Linked DNA regions of Mus musculus: region 2 is linked to region 1. Evidence: chromatin contacts called from public promoter capture Hi-C data. All regions are on one chromosome and are shown on one strand. Each heading gives the region's core, a stretch centred on a gene start, on an enhancer-like site or on the middle of the called end of the contact. The rest is flanking DNA. Distances are from core to core; before and after follow the strand shown.

Region 1 (6,923 bases), core at 2,661-5,160:
TTACAGAGATGCAAAAGGAGGCAGAGATGGAGAGAGTCGGAAGCTGCCCCGCAGAAGATGGGAACTTAATGTAATTATCTCCAAACTACACATTCACCATGGGCCAGAAGGCTGGGAATCAAAGGTTTTCTAACAACCTCAACTCCTGCCTGTGCTCTGCAGTTGTCCTGGCAAGGGCTGGAGCGGGGGTTCAGAACACATCACTCACTCACTAAGCGCCATTTCTTCTCCTACTTGAATACACTGTTGCAAAGTAACAAAAGGGCAGACGGAGCCAAGAGACAGGGAGAAATTAGAGCAGAAAGAGAAAGCTACTTACTGGGAAGGTCATCCACTGAGCAAGGCTTGTCAGTGTCAACCAGGAACATAAGACATTGGGGACAGAAGTGAGCCAGACAGGGCAGGAGTGTCCCCCTTGGGATCAGACACCCTCGAGAAGAGAGAGGGGCCATAATCACTGTTAATTACAAGCACATGAGGGTGTGCCTCTGCTGTATTCTTTTCATAGAGGAAGAAACTAGCTTGATCAGGGTCTCAGAGTCGGTGGACACATGCCAGCCAGTCATACATTATGAGTCGGTTCTCCTGTATGCGACTTTGAGAACCACAGGGAGATCCACATCAGCTGAGTGGGGGCAGGGGCAAGATGGTCTCGAAGGCCCTGAAAGCCACCAGTACCGTATCAGGGTGTTGAGTTTCCATTTCCAATTCGGTGAGATAGTTCCCACCAAGGCACGACTTGCCTGATTCATTTTCAAAAGACCTTCTTGTCGGAGCTAGTGGAAGTTCAAAGACAAGATGGTCACTTAAGTTGGGATAAAGGATTCTGAGGAAATGGGCGTGAGGCTGCCCCAGAAAACTGTCAGTTTCCTGTGGAGAGCAGAGAGCCTCTGGGCTCTTCGTTACCTATGCTATAGTCCTTCCTTACCCCAAGCTTGGGAGCCTCAGACAAGGCTACAAGGAAAGGACTCCAGCTTAGTCAGGACTTAAGCTTGGAGCTCTGGCCTCAAGAAGGTGACTCCAAAGAACACTCTGTGCCTTCATTTCCACAGGTGCTTTGTTTCCACAGAGCTTTAAGAAGGCTTTGGGGGAGAGCCAACATCACCCCTGGCATGCTCTTCCAGAGGACTGCAAGGGAAGGACTCTTGCCAGATTTACACCATGAAAGCAAGTGACATCTTACCCTGACAAGGACACAGCAAAAGCCCACGTACTCAGAGATGCAAACATTCTTAGTAAAACCCTATCAAGTCAAGTTAAAGAACACATAATAGGTGTTCATATGATCACGTGGTTTTATGTCAGGGCTACAAGGGTGTTTCAACATATACAAATTAATAACAATATCTTGCAGTGGCAGAATGAGGGATTAAAAAAACACACCATTACCTCAATAGATTCAGTAAAAAGCATTTTATAAAATTCAACATCTTTCCACAATTAAAGCCCCAAACAAACTAGGAATAAAAGGGTCCCATCCCCAAAGAATTAAGGCTTCACATGTCAAACAACAGCCGGCATTTGATGGAATGGGGAAAATGCTGAAAGCATTTCTTTTAAAACGGAGAACGTGACCATGGCTGTCCATTCACAATGCTCTTATTAACACTAATCAAAGCTTTATTGGGAGCAACCAGACGGAAAGAAATTGGGAATAGAGTTGATTTCATGTTCTTCCAACCGATAAACACAGTTCATAGTGCACCTAAAAAAAAGCAAACAACAACAATAACATAAGAATTTGGGTCTGCAAGATGGTTTGGGGGGGGGGGAGGGGGTCAAGCTGCTCGCTGCCAAGCCTGATGATCCCCAGACCTGAGTTTGATCCCCAGACCAACACACCGGAAGGAGAGGGATGACTCCCACCCGCTGCACTATAATCCACATGCGTTGTAGACATGTGTGGCAGGCATACCCCGACCCCAGATAAATAAGTATGATTTAACATAAAAATTTAAAATCGTGAGAAACCTTAGCCATTTCATTACTCCTAAAGGTGTCTACTTTGTACAAACCTTGCAGAACTAGTCATCGAATTAATGTACCACGATTATTAAGCAGAGACCGGAAATCACAGTTGGTGGAAGTCTGTGATCTCACATCAACCATGCTCCAGACTTCATTATGGTTTTGCAAATTCATCTCCAGGAATTAATTCACATCTGTCTGCTTTTTAAGGTTGCTTCAAATGCCAGCCTCGGATGGCACAAGGCAGGATTGGTAGGGCTGAAGGCAAGCGGCCCATTGTCTAGGGCACAGGATGCCAAGTGTGCTAATTACCTTTCTATTTTTGTGAAGAGACACCATGGCCCAGACAACTTAAAAAGAAAGCATTTAATTTGCAGGCTCACGGTTCCAGAGGGCTAGAGTCCATGATTATCCTGACAGGAAGGATGGCTGTGGATGGCAGCAGGCATGGAGCAGTAGCTGAGAACTTGTGTTCTGATTTACAAGCATGCGATAGAGAAAGAGAACTAGGAATGGTGTGGGCCTTTGAAACCTCAAAGCCCATCTACCCCAAGTGATACACCTCCTCCAACAAGTCCACACCTCCGAATTCTTTCAAGTACTATGTATCCAAGTACTTCCAAGTACTATGTATCCAAGTACTTCCAAGTACTGTGTATCCAAGTACTTCCAAGTACTGTGTATCCAAGTACTTCCAAGTACTGTGTATCTAACTTTCTAATATATAAGCCCAAGGAGGGGGGGGAGTATTTCATTCAAACCAGCACGCCATGTTTGTGTTATGAATTTCCATAGCTGGAATACAGCTTCTCCTGAATATTTTCATGCATGAGTTTTCACTATCTAAATTCATCTAAGCGTGACTGAATCCATATCCTGTTTCATTAGCATATAAGGAGAACACATGAGATATTTTGACATTATAAAAGGATTGTCTCCAAGTGTTCGGAACCTACTTGTTCAAAGAAATGGCATACATCTTCCTCTACTTACCCTTCTGGCTACTTTTCCTTCGGAGACCATGAGTGACCTGTGAGAGCTGATTGGTTAAACTGATCTAGAACCATACTTTGCGATGGCTAGTCATTTCCGGGTCTTTGACTCTTCCCGTAGCAGAAGATGTTGTCTGTATGAGAGGGTGCTTTTAAAGAGTTCGTTTAAAATCTTTCATACTATTTATACTTACACTGATTTCTCCCACTGTCCCGGTGGGTGAGAAGAGCCAGTAACTGGTTAATATTGCCTAGGAGATCAAAATATTTTGTTAAGTATTTAGATCTTCAGCATTGTGCTCAAGTAATTAAAATCTTTGAGCAGGAAGTCTCTGGTTTGCTTCCGAACTCCAAGCAGGACCTGTAAGTCCATTTTTTAAGTAAATGGGCTAGCAAGCACGGTCCTTGGAGCAGTTTAAGTGGGTTTGGTAAATCAGAAACAGGGGTCAGGACTCTCAGCTCAGCCCTGGGCTTGGGGTTGGGGTGGAGTGGGGTCTTCGTGGCTTCGGCAACTCCAGCTGCAGCCGGCAGGGGGCGGCAGAGGCTGCGTGAGCGGAGGTGGGGCGGCGCTGTCTGGCTGCACAGTCCACCCAGGTTTCTATTCCAGTTATGTCCGGTTGCCCCGGAGCGAGGCCACTCCGTGTCTGGCTTTTTTGCCCACCCGAACCTCGCTCCACCGTCCATCCTCCGGGCCGGGTACCATGCTCTTCAGTGTGTGCTTAAGGCTCTGCAGGGACGGTTGCCGGGAGCCATCTGCCTTCAACTGCCCCAATCCTGCAGATTCAGACAAGGGGCAGGAAGTTTTATCTCGCCCAAAGCATTGCAAGCTGAGCTGCTGGACAGATAGAAAGCCACATCCCCGTGGCTCGCCGGGAAAGTAGAAGTTGGAAGGAATGGTGTGAAAGGGAGAAACCCAGATTTCTGCTAAACTCCGTTAGAAGCCTTGTACTCAGGAGTTTTGGGAGCTCTCTGGACTCATAACCCACTTTTGGTTGAGTTTCTCGATCTCCGCATGCTCAGAAAATGCAACATTTAAACACCTCTGGCATAACACTTTCATGAACACTTGCCCTGCTCCAGCTCCTTTCAGTGCAAAATTTGTTCTCTCTCTTAAGTCTTCCCTTCAAACCGCCACCCAAACTCCGTGATTCCTTCTCAGAACATTTCCTCCCTTTATAACAGTTGCTTTTTGTGTCCTTTTCTTCTAAGATTTCATTCGTGTTTGGACAGGGAAGACGGTTCAGTGGATAAAGTACTTGCCCCCTACACTTAAAGACTGGAGTTCCGATACTCAGGACCTACCTAAAAGCCACATATGTGACAGGAGCACCTCCTGGGAGATGGGACCAGAGACGAGAGGATTCCCAGAAGGGGAGTGGGATGGTTTGTCAGGGGGAATGTAGGGGTGGACAAGATACTTCCTCAGTATAGAAGGGAAGGACAGACCCCTCTCTGACCTCCACCCTCACCAGAGTCCACTCAAGTGAGTGCTTGCACAATGCTCTGCCATCAGACACCCAACACATTTAGAAATAACAAAAATAAAGAACTTATTGTTTTTTTTTTAGAGAAATTTTAGGTGCACAACAAAATCAGAAGCACACAGATATCTTATGTGCCCTCTGCCCTTGCACATGTACAAACTCCCATAGTTACAACACTCCAGACAATGGCTCATGAATCGGTACACATAGAAAGGCATTTCCCTCGTATCATGAGCCGCTTTGGGTTTGGGTAAATGAACTATGAGAAATAATACATTCCTATTATTTCTATAGGAGCAGTTTCACTTTCTGAAACATCGTCTGTGCTCCAAGTTTATAATGAACATAGATATAAAATTGACCTAGAAAAGATTATGTGGAGTGTGAGTTGGTCAATAGTCTGTGTGGCTCTGACCCGTTGACCCATCTCCCCTACCTGGGGCATCAAGTCTCTATAGGATTAGGTGTACCCTCTCCCACTGAGGTTGGAAAAGGCAGCCTTCTGCTACATATGTGCTGGGGGCCTCAGACCAGCCTATGCATGCTCTTTGGTTGATGGCTTAGTCTCTGGGAGCTCTCAGGGGTCTGTGTTAGTGAGTCTGTTGTTCTTCCTGTGGGGTTGCCATCCCTTCAGTTCCTTCAGTCCTTCCCCTAACTCTTCCATAGGGGTCATTGACCTCATTCCAATGGTTGGCTGTAAGGATCTGCAGCTGTCTCAATCAGCTGCTGGTAGAGCCTCTCTGAGGACAGCCATAGCAGACTCCTGTCTGTGAGCACAGCATAGCATCAGTAATAGTGTCAGGGTTTGGTGCCTGTCCATGGGACAGATCCCAAGTTGAGCCTGTCACTGGTTGGTTTTTCCTTCAGACTCTGTTCCATTTTGTCCCTGCATTTCTTTTAGTATGATTTTCAAGACATTTGTAAATGCTGTTCTCACTCTGTGTTGATCACTGTTGCTTTATAACTGATATTGGTAGCTGCTAACTCAGGCCTTTGCATTTAATGTGTTTTTTTTTTTTTTCTTTCTTTCTCAAGTTACCCCGGTCTTTTGTGCCTGAAATAATCAAATCAGAATCCTAGATTAAATTGCTATTTCCTTTTCAGGTTTTATTGGCACTGCTCTGTTTGGCTTCTCTAAGGCATTGCAACCTAGTAATAGTGTAGAAATTCAATTATGTGCTAAAATAATTTAACAGCTCTAAAGCTAAAAGCCTTCTGTGGCTCTGTTAGCGAGCCCCATGCCTGACTGGCCTCCTGGGGCCAGAAGAGACTCAATTTGTTTTCCTCTTGACAGGTCCAGATTCCATTTGTCTTTCTAGGGCTCTCCAGATGCACAGATTTCCAGTGTGATGACTCAGGTCTCCTCTGGTTCCTCCAGCTATGCTGCATGGCATAGATTTGACAATCAATGCTCTTTTGTCACCAAACCACTCAAAGTCCCCTCGAGCCTTTCCACAGCCTGAGCACTTTGGGATGCCCCCCCCCCCCCTTAAGTGTGACTCTTGTATCTCCCTCCCTGTCACAGACACCCAGCCATTCAGCATTCCTCACATCTTGGTGAGCCTTGCTTTTACACACATCTGGAACGTTGCACTCTGACCTCCTTCCCTGACCTGTTCTTTTGTTCCAGTTCTCCTTGCCTTACTTCCCTGTCCACACATAGGTTGCTTGTCTAGGAATCTTGCTCATCCCAGACTAGATCAGTCACCTATGTGGTTGTTCCTCTCTCACAGTGTATATGTCTCAGCTCAAAGCTATAGCTCAAGACAAGCTCAAAGCCTGTTCAATTATTCAATTAAAACCCAGTTCTCCCATTAGATTCTATGAGCAAACAGGACAGGGCTCATGACTGTTCTGTTCAATATTGTGACCTCTAATTCCCAAGCTAGTGTGCATTCTACAGAAAGTACTCGGTAATTATTTTTGTGGAAGAATGCACACACAAACAGATGCTTCAGGCTGCAGGGCTCTGCTCCCCTCCGTGGTGCCACGCACAGAGGTGATCTGTGACTATCATTGTGGTTGTTAGACTGAGCATCTAAATATTCAGGCATAGAGGGGAGAAGGGCTTGTGGGGCCCTGCCACACACAGGGGAAACTAATGGTATTCCAGGCTACAGGGAGGGAGAAACTAATTCATTGTCTTGAGTGTTGTAGCCATTGGTGAGTGGCCCATGTTACTCTGGTGAGCTTCACACCCAGGTCTGTGCTTGAGGCTCTAGTTAAGCCCAGTTGGTAACAAAGTAAAAAATAAAACAAACAAACAAACAAACAAACAAAAAAGACACAGACTAAAGGTGGAGACTTGATGAGAGGAGAGGACCTTGCATGAATTAGAGGAGAATATGTAACAGGGATGAGTTAAATGTGCATATGAAACCATCAAAGATGCATTCATTAAAAAATCTTTGGGATTCTTTTCATTTTTTTTTCTGTAGGAATTTTAATAAAGAACTCCATACAGGTTATGAGAGTAATC
Region 2 (7,156 bases), core at 4,367-6,866, 1.5 Mb after region 1:
AGCTAGCAAATTATTTGCAGGCTGCAGGAAGGTTTGTGTAGTAGCCCCCGAGATGACCTTTAAAATATTTCTTCAAAAATTAGCTTGTCAAACTTATTTATTTAATGTATATGAGTACACTGTCTCTCTCTTCAGACAGATCGGTAGAGGGCATCAGATCCCCTTTACAAATGGTTGTGAGCCACCATGTGGTTGCTGGGAATTGAACTTGGAACCTCTGGAAGAACAGTCAGTGTTCTTAGCCACTGAGCCACCTCTCCAGCCTTGTCGACTTTTTTTTTTTTTTTTTTTTTTTAAAGATTTATTTATTTATTATATGTAAGTACACTGTAGCTGTCTTCAGACACTCAGAAGAAGGAGTCAGATCTCGTTACAGATGGTTGTGAGCCACCATGTGGTTGCTGGGATTTGAACTCCAGACCTTCGGAAGAGCAGTCGGGTGCTCTTACCCACTGAGCCATCTCACCAGCCCCCTTGTCGACTTTTTTAAGGTGACATTTTACTTAAAACCCCGAATTTCGGACACCTTGAACAAACAAGTACAGAAGGAATCGCCAGATGAGCACCCCCGATCCTTTAGGAGTGCTCCATGAGAAACCTGCCCCCTACACCCGCCTCTCCCAGCAACGTTTATGCTACCTGAATGGTTCCTGATGGCACTGAAAGTCCATCCCCCTCTTGCCAATGTGGTTGTCGGGCTCCAAGATGACCCTCAATGGCCGTCACTGTGCAGCCACCCAGAAGTAAGAGTGGGGATGGGACATTGTAAGCAGTGCATTGTGCAATGGTGTCAGTTGACTGTTGCCACAGACATTGCATCCCCGGCTTGCTCTGCTGTGAGTCAATCTGCCGATGCTAGCACCAGATAGCAGAGAGAACGGAGGCCTCCTGCAAAAGCCAGTGGCAACAGGCTACCTGTGTGAGTCAGCCACACTGGACATGATCCCTCTGGAAGAAGACAACCGTGCGAGACTAAACTGCTTGGGGATTCCTGCCTTTTAAAGACTGGAATTTATTAGCCAGGTGTGGTGGCACACACCTCTCTGATCCTTGCACTCTGGAGGCAGAGGCAGGAAGAGCTCTTTAAGTTCAAGGCCAGCCTGGAATGCAGAGTTAACTTCCTGGACAGCCAGGGCTATAAAGACCCTGTCTCCAAACCAAACCACCAACAACGACAAACCCCCGGGTATTGCCTTATAGGTGTTGATAGCAAAGTTAAGAGCCCTTGTTCTGTGAATTCTTTCTGAGTGACAGGAGGAAACATCTTTGTTTCAGGCTTAGCGCCACAGAGTTCAAAGGGACCACAAGTCAGGTGCCTGGGGAATTTTCTATTTCTGGTAAAACAACAAAAAAATAAGTGACCGTAATAGAACTCCACCCCTGTTCGGTAAGCTCTCTCAGAGGAGTACCACCATTCCATCTCACATTCCTTTACCGCTCTGCAGGTTTTTCTTGCTTTCTAATGACTGCTTCCTTCAAAGTTCTACCCTTGGACTTGCTTAATTGCTGGTTGAAAAACCTGTATCTGGTGTGGGTCTCTCCAGGTCGAGGCAAGAGGATTGCCGCAAGTTCGAGGCTAAGTACACAGTTAAGTCCCAGGCCAGCCTGGTTACAGAGTGAGGTTTTGTCTCAAAAAAACAAACAAACAAAAAACAAAACTGAACCAAAAAGCACAAGCCATAAAAATCTAAAAACAAAACTCACTGCTGATCGTTAGTAGATAAGGAGAAAAGGGCGGGACTGGTTCCGTGGGCAAAGGAGTCTTAAAGCAATCAAAGTTTAGTGGCCAGAGACAGCTAGTCAAGAATGTTCACTGATTTTGCAGAGGACCAAGATGGCTGCTCAGGGTAGGTGGGGAAATATCATAACCACCTGTAACTCCACTCCTTGGGATTTCATACCTCTCTCTCACACACACCCCACCCCATACACAGATAATTAAAAAGAAAATCTTTACAGAAAGATTCTCCTTTTAGCCCAGCTACACTACAGTGGCAGCTGAGACACGGGTGTGTGTGTGTGTGTGTGCAGTGAGGGAGTTTTGATGTGTGCGCAGATTCACAGGAGGAGCCATCGAAGGCAGGAAGCACGGACTGGCTCCAGGACCCAAACTAAGGGTTTTTTTAAATTCAATTTTGTCTTTTCCGGTGTCTGTCAGAATCTAGAAGTTTCACACAGGTTCTCCTGTAATCACCGTGGACAAGATGACTCACTGGACTGGGTGCGAGGCCAGTTTGAAAGCAGCAATCAGAAAGGGAATTACGAACATAATCAAATTGAAATGAGTCACAAAACTAACCTCATATGCTTAATGACATATAATTGGTTTTATGTTACGTACATAGTTTTTTGGGTTTTTTTGTTTTTTTTGTTTTTTTACGGTTCCACAATTATCTCTCTTTTAAAGAGCTAAACACAATTTTTATGACTTTCCTTCACATTGGTGAATACATGTGTTTTCACACTCACCACAGAGACTGTCCTCTCTTCTCCCTCACAGGTGTTCTGGTGTCTCTGCCACTTAACTCCCTACCTCAGGTCATCACTTGTGTCACCGTGTACGCCCATGTAACAACCAACTAAGTGCTAACATCATTCTAGAAAGTCCCGGAAGTCAGCTGTGTACCTCAGCCTCCTTGGCAAAGCCTGCTTGAATTTCTTTTCCTTCCTTTTTTTTTGAGACCAAGTCGTACTACAGAGCCCCGGCTGACTTCAAACTCAGGAACCTCCTGCCTCAGCTTCCAAAGTGCTAGGATTACAAGCATTCATTCAACGACCTCTCTTGTCTGAGTTCCTTTTAAGTCAAAGGACGACTGTATGCTGGACATGATCCCTTTAGATGAAGACAACCATGCAAGACTAAACTGCATGGGGATTTCTGGATTTTAAAGACTGGAATTTATTGGCTAGGTGTGGTGGCACACACCTCTGATCCTTGCACTCTGGCTTGCCTGACTTTTTTAAATGTAATTTTTCTTTGAGACTGACCCAAGGGTCTTTCTGCCTCTTTTTTAAAAAAAAAAAAAGTTTTTGAGTGTGTGGGGATCAAGCCCAGGCCCTCAAACACGTTAGTCAGTGCTGTACACCTGGCTCTTTATCCTCTTCTACTAATGAGTATGATTATACTGCCGTATAATTTACAAATACCCTTTAACAGCCTTTTGCCCTTCTACTTGGATGAGAGTCTAGGAAAACTGCTTGCACATGGCAGGTGCCCTGGCAAGCAGCAACATATATATAATTATCCCATCGCAAACAATACTGCATACGCAAATGTTCATGGTAAGGTGCTGGATTTGAGCACCCCTAAAATAAGGCTTTCCCCCCAACCCCCACCCCCCGAATCTACACATGAATCTGCTCACACCCAACCACCTCACAAAGCCCACCAGTTGGTTGGTTACCCCTGGCTCAGTACCTGGGAGGAACATTTATTAACGCAGGAGCAGGCTGCAGGTGGACCAGGCACGGCGGTAAGCATGCCACACATATTAATAATTAATCCCCACAACAGCTTATAACATGAGCGCTGTTGCTATGCCAACCTTCCTAGATAAAAACTAGGAAGGGGCAGAAGCAACACCTAAGGAATCCAGCCTCGGGACATGTCCCTCCAGCCCTGTGCCTTTCGTATCAGCAGCTGCAAGGGCCGACCATGAAAACTTCAGCCACTGGCAAGGCTGCTGTGTTCCTGGAGCTGATGTGAAGTACGATGCCTGCCATGCTGAGGACACAGAACCAACCAAGAGGCGTCTTTAAGGTCTGTCTGGCCTCGCTTTCTCTTCCAAAGTCCAAGGACCTGACCATGGGGAGCACGCCTGTAAAGAATGTAATAGGCTACGGCTACATCCCTCTAATGCCTGGAAACAAGTCCAGAGGTGACACCACACCCAGAGCCCAAAGGGACTGTCCTGGATATCGTGTTTTTCAAGCCACTTTATTCCTCTGAACATCATGTAGTCTTTTTTTGGTTTGTTTGTTTGGTTTTTTCGAGACAGGGTTTCTCTATAGCCCTGGCTGTCCTGGAACTCACTTGTAGACCAAGCTGGCCTCGAACTCAGAAATCCGCCTGCCTCTGCCTCCCAAGTGCTGGGATTAAAGGTGTGCGCCACCACCGCCCGGCGGTAGCAAGCTTTGAGGCTCATTTGTTTACCTGTCCTCCTCCTTTGCACATAGTGAGTTCTGATACCCTTTTCTCCTGTGCTTGTGCCAGGTAAGGGGAACTTCAGAGGGAGGAAGGGAAACCTGCTTCGCCCGCCATGTTAAACTTGTCACAGAAGAATCAAAGACGCTGGTAACCGGGGCAGATGAAAGCCATCCCTACACAACTGTATCATTCAACCTTGGGGGAATGGGGATATCGGTCCCATCCCTGGCTTTCCTAACTTTGGCCAACCATTATCACCCAGGGATCTGTCCTTCATAAGCTGCAGCTCAGTGAACAGGTGCCTTTGTGTGTGTGTGTGTGTGTGTGTGTGTGTGTGTGTGAGAGAGAGAGAGACAGAGAGAGACAGAGAGAGAAACAGAGACAGAGAGACAGAGTGAGGAGCAAGTGGATAGAAAAACCCTGGTGGCATCATATGAATTCCTGAAGTGATGTTCCCAGGCAAATGACATCACCTCACTTAAGGGTTTATTGAAGGAGAAAATGCTGTGATATTTCTCTAACACACAGGACTACAGCCAAGCCATCTCTAGAACAAAAGCTGTCAACCCGATTCCCTAAACATCCTTTGTCGTGTTACTTCCTTGTCGTGGGTGACTCCCCAAATCCTCTTACGTAATTTTTCATTTCTCATCGAGTTTTCAGTACACCTCTAAAGAAAGAGGCCTACCTTGGCTAACTAACTACGTTATTTTATTGTATAGGGTCTCGCCTGGGGTCGTGTGTATCCAAGAGCCCTACCCTAACTACCTTCCTCTTTCCCAGCTAGTACTCAGTTATTGTTCTTCTCCCTTCCGGCTGACCACCCGCGCTTCTTGTGCACATAATACGATGCTCATCTTTTGAGCTTTTTGCTCGGTACCTCCTAGCAGAGATCCACCAGTTCATCTTGGATCCCTGGCTCAATATGTTCTCCATTCTTTCCAGCTTTCTTCGAATTGTCCTCTAACAATGAGCTAAATCTTTGCAAGACCTAAGACCCAGTAAGGATTTATGCAAATCAGCCCATTTTAGCATTTGCTAACCAGGAACTCTAGTACCAGTTCCTGGTTTCCTCTGGCAGGAACCATACACCAGCGGGCTTCTCCTCCCCCAACGCGTCTAGAACAGATGCACGCAGTTGCGCTAACACACAGCTTGGACCTGCAGCCTGCAGCCTGCAGCCGCGGCAGGTGCGGGCAGCCGGGCACCAGGTGTCAGTCATCGGATGTCGCAGGCCCAGTGCACACGGTCCCGGGGCCTCGTTCGGCCAGGGTTCGCCAGCACAGGAACCGCGTAGGGCCTCGAACCGAGCCACCTCCGCTCCACCAGCCGATGGTCCAGCCGCCCGCAGGCTCCAGGCGCGGTTGCGCAGCACTAGGGACAGATGCGGCCCGGGAGATGCCCCGCGGGGTCGAGAGCCACTCACCTGACCTGATGCTGCACACCCGAGAGGATCCGACCGGCGACTGCGACCAGCGGAGGTTGGGGCGGGACAGTGGCGGCGCCGCACTTCCGGCCCGGGGGCGGGGCGGAAGGAGCACCGGCGAGCCCGGCGCGACCAACCGTGGCAGGGGGTTGCTGCAAGCGTTTCGAAGACCCGGAGGACCCAGGCAGCCAGCGGCGGAAACTAGCCTGGCTGCACGACCCGACGAACTCAGCCCCTGTAGCCGCGAGTACATATTCCCCAGCTCACTGGCACGGCATCCTCCTGCCGCAGCCGCGCCGGCTTGCTGGTCTCCCCGGCTCCCAGCGCAAGTCCCGCGCCCCTTCCGCATTCCCGAGCCGAGGGCGGAGCGCCAGCGCTGGAATTTGACCCGGGTGGGCTGGGAGCCGCCCTGGTTTGGGGGTCCCCTGGCGCCTGCAGCGGGCAGCCCGAAGTTGCCTGATTTAGCAGAGGGCAGTTGGCCTGGTTAAACTGAGTTTTAGATAAACAATGCTCAAGAGAAGGAATGTAATCCGGAAGAGGGCGGCGGCTGAGCACTCTCCAGTGGGCTCCAGAAACGTTCTCGCTTATTTGAAATTGCACTCCAGCCAGTGGCCTTTACTTTCTCCCCGCCGGGAGGTCATATTCTAGAAGTCTGATCAGAAATTCCGTGTCAGACGGTGGTGGCGACACCTTTGATTCCAGCACTTAGAAGGCTGGGGCAGCATCTCTGTGAGCTGAAGGCCAGCCTGGTCTACAGAGCTTAGTTCCAGGACAGCCACGCTACACGTAGAAAACCACCTCCCTTCCTACCCCACTTCCAAAAGAAATTCCTCCAAGGCAGGAACACTATGGTCTCCAGCACTGAGTATCCGTGTACTTCACAGCAGTCCAGACAATACAAATACAACTTAGGGGCCAGCAAGATGGCTCAGCAGGTAAAAGTGCCTGTTAGCACGCATGACTGAGTTATTTTCTCAGGGCCCACAGAGAACAACCAATTCCTGTAATTTGTTCCTTGAGCCCCGTATGCAGGTACCAGGGAATGTGCAGCCTCCTCCCCAAACTAGTAGATAAAATGTAAAATAAGATAATAATCCTAATAAATTGAGGGTGGCTTTAAATATGCGCTTGAAAAAATCAGGGTCTGGGATTGCGTAGGTCAGAGGTGGAGAATAGGCGCCAGGTGGTACTGATGCTGTATCTTTGATCCTATTTGTCCTCAAAAATCATTGCTTAAATAATTATGTTTCTTATAAAGTTATGGCACTTTCAGGGTTTGTTACATAAGTCTACCACCACTTCCTAGATCCTCACCCTAGGCAATGTAAAATCAGTTAATGAGCAGGATGTGGTGGGCACAGGCCTTTAACCCTGGCATTCCAACGGGTAAACTTAACACAGCAAAAGTCCCTCTCAAAAACCCAGAGTGCGCACAGGGAGGTGGGTCAGTGGCTAAGAGTACTTGCTATGCAAACAAGAGGACTCAAGTTTGAAGTCCCAGCACTCATGTAAGGGCCAGGCTTCCCCTCTTTCCAGGGAACCACAAATCGGCTCCATACATAAACACCCCCCTCTCCCACATT

The links. Promoter capture Hi-C pulls out the DNA fragments that hold promoters and counts their contacts.
Region 2: a contact with region 1 is called in a promoter capture Hi-C map of hippocampal neurons, with 15 times the contacts expected there. The contact joins the promoter of Myl12b here to the promoter of A730049N16Rik in region 1. A contact is called at or near these places in 3 of 39 promoter capture datasets (hippocampal neurons, liver and stem cell-derived epiblast-like cells), 1 of 484 Hi-C or Micro-C datasets (cortical neurons) and 2 of 115 datasets of contacts at active chromatin or transcription factors (embryonic forebrain and forebrain).

What each region holds. Positions count from the first base shown.
Region 1 is chr17:69,472,004-69,478,926 of GRCm38.p6, forward strand. A730049N16Rik (a long non-coding RNA gene) reads right to left here and starts at 3,911. Exons shown (of 2, transcript XR_876920.3): 1 at 2,962-3,911; 2 at 1,399-1,705. All of the region lies in intron 1 of Akain1 (A kinase (PRKA) anchor inhibitor 1), which reads left to right.
Region 2 is chr17:70,984,900-70,992,055 of GRCm38.p6, forward strand. It overlaps Myl12b (myosin, light chain 12B, regulatory), which reads right to left and starts at 5,617. Exons shown (of 4, transcript NM_023402.2): 1 at 5,574-5,617.